2 separate regions of the Canis lupus genome follow, and region 2 is linked to region 1. Evidence: chromatin contacts called from public Hi-C data. All regions are on one chromosome and are shown on one strand. Each heading gives the region's core, a stretch centred on a gene start, on an enhancer-like site or on the middle of the called end of the contact. The rest is flanking DNA. Distances are from core to core; before and after follow the strand shown.

What was found. A called contact is a pair of places that touch in the nucleus more often than the background predicts.
Region 2: a contact with region 1 is called in a Hi-C map of blood, with 7 times the contacts expected there. The contact joins two enhancer-like sites. A contact is called at or near these places in 4 of 9 Hi-C or Micro-C datasets (amygdala, blood, liver and 1 more).

The regions. Positions count from the first base shown.
Region 1 is chr10:64,990,938-64,995,353 of UU_Cfam_GSD_1.0, forward strand. It overlaps LOC111097857 (a long non-coding RNA gene), which reads left to right. Exons shown (of 2, transcript XR_005365244.1): 2 at 665-1,213. Among named protein-coding and RNA genes, the nearest start is that of VPS54, 24 kb to the left of the region's middle. Within about 2 kb of position 2,069, at least 7 of the 20 cell types and tissues checked have an H3K27ac peak or open chromatin away from gene starts, as enhancers often do.
Region 2 is chr10:65,368,943-65,373,358 of UU_Cfam_GSD_1.0, forward strand. No RefSeq gene overlaps it. Among named protein-coding and RNA genes, the nearest start is that of AFTPH, 25 kb to the right of the region's middle. Within about 2 kb of position 1,974, at least 2 of the 20 cell types and tissues checked have an H3K27ac peak or open chromatin away from gene starts, as enhancers often do.

The DNA.
Region 1 (4,416 bases), core at 819-3,318:
AGGTGAAAAATAGATGATACCTGTTATTTTGATTTGTATTATTTATGTATGTGGCTATAACATGATTTCTGCTTACACCTCCGTTATTAGCATTAGGTCACATAGATGGGCTCAGTGCCAGGGGGGTGAGCAAAGCCAGCATTTTACTTTATAGCTTTTATGATGGAAAGAAGGTGCTGGAATGGATATGGAAGCTTCAGGGTTTTTTTTTTTTTTTTCATTTATGGCTTTTGGGTTTTGTGTTGTTCTCTTCGTGAAGATTAAAATTTCATTCATGATTTTAAAAAACTTTTTAGTATAAAAGCATTCAAATACACAAAAGTAGGGAGGATGCAATAAAGGACTTTCATGCATCCATCCTACAGTTTAACATTATTAAATTTTACATTTTGTTTCATCTACCCATACCTAATTATTTTTCTGAAGCTTTCCTAAAAAAAAAAAAAACTCAGTATCATAGGATTTTACTCATAATACTTGGTTTCTCTAACAAGTAAAGATTTTTTATTTATGTTATTAATGTTTATTAATCAATATTATTGATTTTTTCTATTGAGATGTATCACATCAACTAATTTTCACAAAATGAAAACACATAATTATATCTCATGTCAAGAAAGAGAGCCTTACCAATACTCCAGAAGCCCCTTTTTGTCTTTTCCAGATTACAGCTATAGGTGAAGAAAAAGTTTTCCTCAACCCTCTTAGGGTCTCTGGCTGGGCCTGAAAATTAAACTTCCAAAGACAGATTAACAGGAGAAAAGCAAACACATTTATTTAATATAAGTTTTACAGAAGAACCTTCATCAGGAAACGAGGACCACCCAAAAAACCAGAGCTGTGTATTTTTATGCTAGGTTGGATGGATAGTGGACTGTTACGGAGGATCGATTAAAGTGTTCGAGGTAATTACAGCAAACTGGGGGAACTTGGCAAGGCCCGTCTGTTAGGATATTTCTTGGTGTCTCTTTATCCTCCAAGAGAAGTATGAGTCTACCTCTCGCATGACTTTTATGACCTGTTTCAGAGGAGAAGGGGGAGTGACGAAGTGAAGAGGAGGAGTCAGAATTACCTTCCTGCTCAGTCTTTTCTCAAACTCTTTCAGCTTAAGATATTCAATATGCCAAGATGCCATCTTTTGGGGTAGTGTGTCCTAAACCCTACCACTACCCCGCTGCCATAGTTAACCACCAAATAAAGTAACCATACTTCATTTCACGTTGCCTGCTTTTGAACTTAAATGCAGAGAATTACATTATGAACTTTAAGTATGTAAATGGTGTATTGTTTGGGGTCTGGCTTCACTCATCATCATGCTTCTAAGATTCAACCGTGGAGCATATAGCAGCAGTTAGTTCTCAGCACTACAGAGTATTTCGCTGAGCTTTAAGATTTTTGAAGAAAGTGCAGGGCTCAAGGATGTAGCCCTGTAAACCATCAGTTTTTATTCTTTTCTCATCCTTTCTCCTACCAAAGATTGCCAGGACTGTGAAGAATGGATAAAGGTACATAGAACTGGAAGGATCGAGGAAATAATAAGCCTTTTAACAACAGAGATTTTATGTAGGGCACTATGAGCTGACTTGCAAAAATAGTGCTGTTGAGTGGTGAAGAACAAATGCTCTTATAATCAGAGAGAGGTGCCAATTCCTTCTGGGCACCATTCATATGGATGAGTTTGCTTTGTTGCCCTCCAGTTTTGGAATGTCTGTTGGTTTGCCCTCCTCTTTGCACTCCTGACACAGGGATAGGAAGGCAGGTAGGGTTGTGTATAGATTCCCTTGTATAGAGGAAGCGGTTGTTCAGTGGCCTTGGAAAAGCCCAAATGCTGATGCGTTACAGCAGGTGGCAGCCTTTCCCCAGGAGAGGGAAGACGGGAAGACCCAGGCTTACCTAATGAAGATCAGTTTTGGTTTTTATAGCTTCTGTTTGATTAAAGGTCAGGTGATTTATCTAGAACCTGAAGCTAAGCTTGGCCTCATAACAGAGAAGAGAAGCAGGGACCCTGGAAGCTGGAAAAGGAGTTGTGAGCTCACCTCTGGGTGAGCCAGTGGCTCTGAATTACTCAGTGGCTGCCCTCAGGGAGCCTACTCAAGGTCTGACTCAACACTGGTGATGGGTGAAGGGTGTCAGTCTGAGCCTCAGAAAGCAGGGCAGTGGCGAATTGACCCCAGGACACAGAATCCGAGCAGATCAAGAATTACCCTGCTGTGTACTGGGAGGGTGGTCAGTTGACAGCAGAAATACCTATCCCCTTTTCATTCCAGATCTGTAAAGCAGAAATTCATTCATTCATTTAATTTATTTTAAAGCAAGATCTATGCTCAATATGGGGTTTGATAAATCAGCCTTTAAACTAAACTGCCAAGTATTTTTTTTTAAGATTATGAAGTTCTTCTCATGCAAGTTTACAAAATGCTTATGGAAGGGTGCCTGAGTGGCTCAATCAGTTGGGTGTTGGACTCTTGGTTTGGGCATGGGTTGTGGTCTCGGGGGTGATGGGACTGGCCTGCCTCGGGCTCTGAGCTTGGCAGGGAGTCTGCTTCTCTCCCTCGCCCCGCCGCCCACGCGCTCGCTCTAAAATAAATAAATAAATCTTTAAAACAAAAACAAAAACCCCAAAGTGCTTATGGAAAGCCAGACTTGGTGGAGAAGCTTGGCATTGGGAAATGTATCCAGTTTGTTTTTACTTTATTAATGGTGGGACTGTAATTTATCATTTATCGAGAACATAGTACTTAGAAAATGACGTCATTCAAAACTTAATGGGAATGAGGAGACATTCACTAGGGTCCCTACAGATGGATTTGCTTCAGGCTACTGAAGTGATCAGGCAAGAGTAGGAACAGACAGAAATTATGGGACTAGCTGTGACTATTTAATTAAAATTAAGCAAAATTAAAACTAAAAATTCAACCCCCTCAACTTGACTTAGATGTGAAGTGGTTGCACTGGCCACATCTCCGGAGCTCAGTAGCTACATTTGGCTAATGGCTGTCATATTGGACGGCACAGACTATGGACCATTTCTATGATCACAGAAAGTTCTACCAAACAGCACTAAATGGGAGTCAAAAAGCAGGGAGTGGTGCCAAAGGAAAATGTGTGTGGTTAAAAACAAACCCTCCCTGTAATACTAAGTGGCATAATAATGATTCCAAAGTGTGGCAGGAGTTTCTAAACAGAGTATTTCATATAATCCCCATGGCAATCCACAGCCCCAACAATAATGCTACCGACAGTTGTAGAAACCTTACAGCAGGCCAAGCACTAAGAACTCTGGTGTAAGCTCGCTGCTCTTTCCAGAAGCTGGTGAGGCTGGTATGGTCGTCGCTGTTTAAGAGATGAAGAGACTGTGGCAAAGGGCTTCATGACTTCTCCACTGTTGCCTGGCTCAGAAGGAAGAGCTGGGATCCAAACTCAAGTTTTTCTGGGTTGTGATAATTAGAATGAAGGTGTGGAAAGTGCCTAACACACTCCATGTGTGAGCACACTTTGCCTCTAAGCCACGTTCTCCTCAGGCAGGCCCAGCTCTTGGAGTCTGTCACATAATTGTCTTTCTGGCTAAAGAAGGCGCCGTGCCAGTTCTGATAGAGAAACAATGATCCCCTGTTAGCCAGGATATGAGCCACTTCCTGCCCTCTAGAGCAGAAGCTGCCGTCCGCACAAAGGAAGCTGGTTTCTCGGAAGCTCACCTTTGAAAATTTTGAAGTAAAATATTCTGTTTAAGACAAAAACGAATCTTAGGACCATATAATAGGAAAATACTATTTTCTGTAAGTGATGAGATTATGAGAAATCGCCTCTTTTTGGTCAGCTGTATTTTGCAACATTTCTACATGAATATGTGTGATAAGATTTGAAAAGTCCCAAAGCCAAATACTGGCTTTTAAAAGTTCCAAGTCAGATACCGTATCATAAAATTTGTTAATTAACAATATTTTAGGCTATTTTTTAAGTGCTCTCTACACCCAACGTGGGGCTTGAGCTTACAACCCTAAGAGCAATAGTCCGCTGCTCCACTGACTCAGCCAGCCGAGGCACCCCATTAGGCTCTTGATAATATAGCAAATACTTTAATACTAATAGCCAATAGAAATCTTTTAGTTGGATGCTAAATACTTTGATCAAGAGCAGGAGAAGTGTGGAACCTAATTATAAGGTTGGAAAAGGCAGGAAACAATGAACAGGTACTCACAGCTGCTCTGCAGATGGGACTTGCTGTTTTGCATCCCGTGGCCCTGTAGATAGCTGCCTTATGTCCTCCAGGTCAAGACGAAGCAATAGTCAGGTCAACAAAACAGGGATAGTCTATAAATCACCCTATCATTTTTATCATTCATTGGCACCAAATGATCTCTAAAAGGGAATACGGTTGGTAAGAAGGAAGAATGAGAAAGGGGAGCTTTCCAGGCT
Region 2 (4,416 bases), core at 724-3,223, 380 kb after region 1:
GATGATACCGGAAGAGGCCCAGCTTTGGAGAAGCGGAGATAAAAAGCTCAAGGAACTGCTTTAATGAAAAGTGTCACAAAGTGACGTGTCCATTCGCAGCATAGGGGACAGATAATGTTGTTAATGAGGGTCAGGCATCGCTCCAGTGGTCTGTTGGGGGTTGATCCCCAGCTGCCTCACTTGACGTTGCTCTGTCTTCCATCCACAGCTTGTCTGTGTCCCATGGTATGATCACTACGGTCACCAGAGGAACTCTGAGAGAGTTGGCAACGCAACAGTGGCCCAAGCCTAGAGCTGCCCTCAGACACCCTTCTCCTACTGACACGGGCCCCATGGGGAGCCGCTTGCACATAGAGATATCTGGACACTGGACGGAAATTAACACATGATGGAAAAGTGAGTACAGGAGGGTAGGTAATGGGACTGCTGTGATTTTCTCAGGTCCCCCCCCTTGGGTCTCCACCCAAGTCTGACCTGCTACCCTAAGAGACGAGTCCTTTCAAATTAGCCTAGTTTCCTCTCTTGCGCTGGGACCCCCTTCTTCCCAGCTCAGAGCCTCTGCTGCCCCTTGCACGCCCCCCAGAATGCCTTCCTTTTCCACACTGGACCAATCCACCAGCATCCCCGGTGGGAGGAGCAGCAGCTGCCTCGGCATCTGGTAGGCTGCTGGCCCTACAGGTGGAACTCCGTCGTTAGGCTTGTGAATCCTCCGCGTATTGCTTATTTATTCTCATCTTGTTTTAAATAAACGTTTGAGGCATTTGCAGTATAATTTTTTTTTCCCCAAATAAGAACAGAAGGAAGGGGAGGGGGATGCCTTGCAGGGGCTGAGGCCCTACAGAGCAAATGTAGAGGCTCCCCCTGCCGGCTGGTGTTGCTCCTGCAGCCCCCCCCCCCCCCCCATCGCGTTGGCCCCCAGGCCTCGGCTCCCCGCGGGGCTGCACCCCGCTGCACCGGACACTCCTGTTCTCACAACCAGTGGTTGGTGCCCCTGGCCCACCGAGCGTGTGTTAAGGCTCCTGCGCTCCCTTCCTGCGCTCCTCTTTCACCGGTGCTTGCACAAATATTCAGAGCCCGATGCATTGTCTGCGGGACATTGACCTGCAGCGCTGAGCCCAAGGCGGATGCGACCCCCTCCCTGCCCCCCCCAGGAGCCCCCATAAGCTGAAGTGCCCCCCTCCGGCTCTGCAGCCCCAGACGGGCACACTGAGAACGCTCAGACCGAGGGGCTCCCGGCCAACCGGATGGGTGGCACCTGTCTAGGATTTTTGGGAAATAGCAATGTTTTACCAGCAGTTGACTCGGAGGTTATTGGGGGTGGGGGGTTGGGGGGGGTCCCTCCTCTAGGTTGAGACAGCACCAAGCTGCCCCCTACAGGTGGGAGGGAAAGGCAGGCATCCTGAAGACTGCAAACCCCCACCTCCCCCACCCCAGGAGGGAGAGGACAGGAGCAGAGGGGGGGTGGTGCTGTGCTTACCCCAGGTCATCTTCATCTCTGGGAGCCCCTCCCCCCCGGGAGGGCTAGAGCAGCAGTTCTCAACCCCTGATTCCCAGGCTAGTCACAGCAGCAGCAGCTGGGGACTTGTTAGAAATGTAAATTCTCAGGCCCCAGCCAGGTCCCACTGAAAGGCAGCTCTGGGAAATGGGCCCAGCAGTCTCATCCGGGGGATTCTGATGAACCCTCAAGTTTGGGAACCCTGGTACGGCCACCTGCGGCAGCCCTTGCTTGATAGCTTGGCCTGCTGAGATGGGGCCCGTCCCACCTATTGGGAGGCACCTCCTGCAAACCCTTCCCTTAACAAATGAGGACACTGAGGTGCAAGGATGTGTAGCCTGCCTGAGACCACCCTCTCAAGGAATCTTCCCCCAAGCCTCTCAGATCACAGGAGAGGGAGAAGGAAGCCAATAAGAGTAACTATCTGGGGTTCCTCAGTCCTAACCGCTCCCGGAGGTCTGCCTCGCCCAGGCCTTGCTGGATACGTTGAGCCCTGGGCCCAGGCACAGGCCGTGTGGCACCCTGCCTTGTCCTCTCCTCTGAGGTGACGTCGCGACAGCTTTCTCCTCTCGGATCCCACTGTCCTGCCTGCCACTCACGCGGAGATGAACACAAAGGGCCCAGCTGTGAAGAAGATCACAACAGGATTTGGTTTTGTTTTTATCCATCTCCAGCAGCTAAAACTACTTGTCAATTGGAGAGAGATGGGAAGTCACTAGAAAGACAGGAAACGTTTGAGGATGGAAATGCATCCCCCCTTGGCCCGGTCATATGGCACAGATGTCTTTCCAGAGAAGTGCCAGGCTCTGTTTGGCAGGCGGGCATTAGGAGGGTGCTCTGCCCTCCTCGCCCCATAATATTCACAGGTGTTGATTTTCTAGAAGGCAGGTGGGGGGAGGAGAAAAGGAGAGAATAGCATCTTTATTAATATTAGTATCTTTATTAGTATCATCAGAAGTATTGGGTCACAAAGGGGATGTTGTGCTTTTAAGCCCCGTCTCACACTTGCACTGGGGGCTCCACTCCCCCCACCCCAGCCCTCTTGGGAGGTGGGCTTTGCAGAAAACTTGGTTGCATTCAGAGGGGTTTCAGCAGGTATTGGTAGCATGGCTGGACGTTAGGATGAGAATTAAAAGAAAAGGAGAGGAAGTTGCAGCTGCTGTGGTCAGGGGTGCTCAGGGTTTAGAAGTCTTGCCCATCTCTCACACACACACACACACACACACACACACACACACACACACAGAACTGATTCTGTTTTATTTTCTGGCTATCCCACTTCATTCCAAGAAAGAGGCCAATTCATCTATTTCTTAACCTCAGGAGCACTTGCTAGGTGGAAAGCTGATGTTTCTAGAAGATGAACTCTTTCCCCGGGCTCAAATGAATACTGTATCGAGGAATCTATACCACTGAGGATACTATATTATTCTGCAAGGGGGCAGCATCTGAGGGAGGGGTTGGGGTTGGGCTGGAGGAGGTGGAAGATTCTTGGCTTCCTTGGAGGATTGGGACCCCTCTCTGTGCTCTGTTTGTGCCCCAGGGATAGGGCAGGGCTTCCAGGAGGAATGAGGCTAGATCTAGGTCTGGGGAATACTCAGGTCACGCAGAGATAGTGTCGTGGTTAAAAGAAGTCAGGTGGCCCGGGTTTGAACCCAAGCTCCGCCACTTTCTGGGTATGTGCCATGGGATAGCCACTTCCCTTTGTGTGTCTCCGTTTTCTCACCCGTAAAATGAAAAATATTTATGTATCCCACAAACATTTCTTGAACTGTAAGCCCTGTGGGTGCTGTCCTAGGGGCTTGAGAGACAGAAATAAACAAAATAAAGATCCTGCCCTCGTGGAGCTTACATTCCAGTAGGGGAGGCAGACCGAAACCCTATTGGTATGTATGTAAATCCTAGAGCAGAGTGTGTCAGAAGAAAGTGCTATGGAAACAAAAATAGCCCAAGGGAAGGAGAGGGGTGGCTGTGTGTGTTTGGGGTGGGGGGTGGGGTGAGGCAGAGATGTGGGTAGTTAGCCTGGGCCTCACTGGGAAGGTCATAGTTGGGCAAAGACTTGGAGATGGGGGAGAACCATGAGTTACCTGGGGAGAGTATGTTCTAGACCAAAGAGTAGTTGCCTCATATGAAATTATTTATGTGAAGCACTACGGAGTCCCTGGTGCTTTAGCAACTTTCCAAAAACGTTAGTTGATATTTTCATCTTCCTGCCCAGGTGTGGCCCAGCGGCCAGCGGCCAGCAGCCAGCAGGGTACACTGCGGGTGTGGGCCATGGGCCCCACCCCAAACCAGGCAAGCAGGAGCAGGGGTACAGAACGTGCCGGCAAGGACCCCGGGGAAGGACCCATGGGTGGAGATGCTGGAGGCGGCACCCAGGGCTCTGCGGTGGGGGCAGGTAGACAGGCCTGGCGGAGGGGCTGGCGGCCCAGGTGGGGGCAAAGCCAACGGACATGTGAGTAAAGTCACATTTCCTTCTGACCTGCAGTCCATCGGCAACTACTGGAGGCTGCAGGGGACAGTCCTCCGGGACACCCCACCTATCTCAAGGTTAATGCTTTGCTAGAGGGAGAAACGACCTTACTTGACAACAGCTGGGCCTCCAGGGTCCTGTGAGGCTTTACCATCTGAAAGTCCTTTTGGAAACTTCCCTTGCCTTTACCTCCCCCAACTCCAGAGCAGACGGTTGCTCCTCACTGTCAGGGGGCAGCCCTTTCTGCCCACGGGGCCTGTCCCCTGCTTTAATACAGCCACTTTTTTTGCACCAAAGAAGTCTCAAGAATTCTTTCCTGGGCTCCGAACCCCAACATTTCCGACATCAGTGATGGGACAGGGTCGCACGTGGCTCTGGGGAAGCAAGTTCGCCCACAGCCCAAAATGTTTGGGCTCCATAGATCCGAGGGCCTTAATTGTGTTCGAAT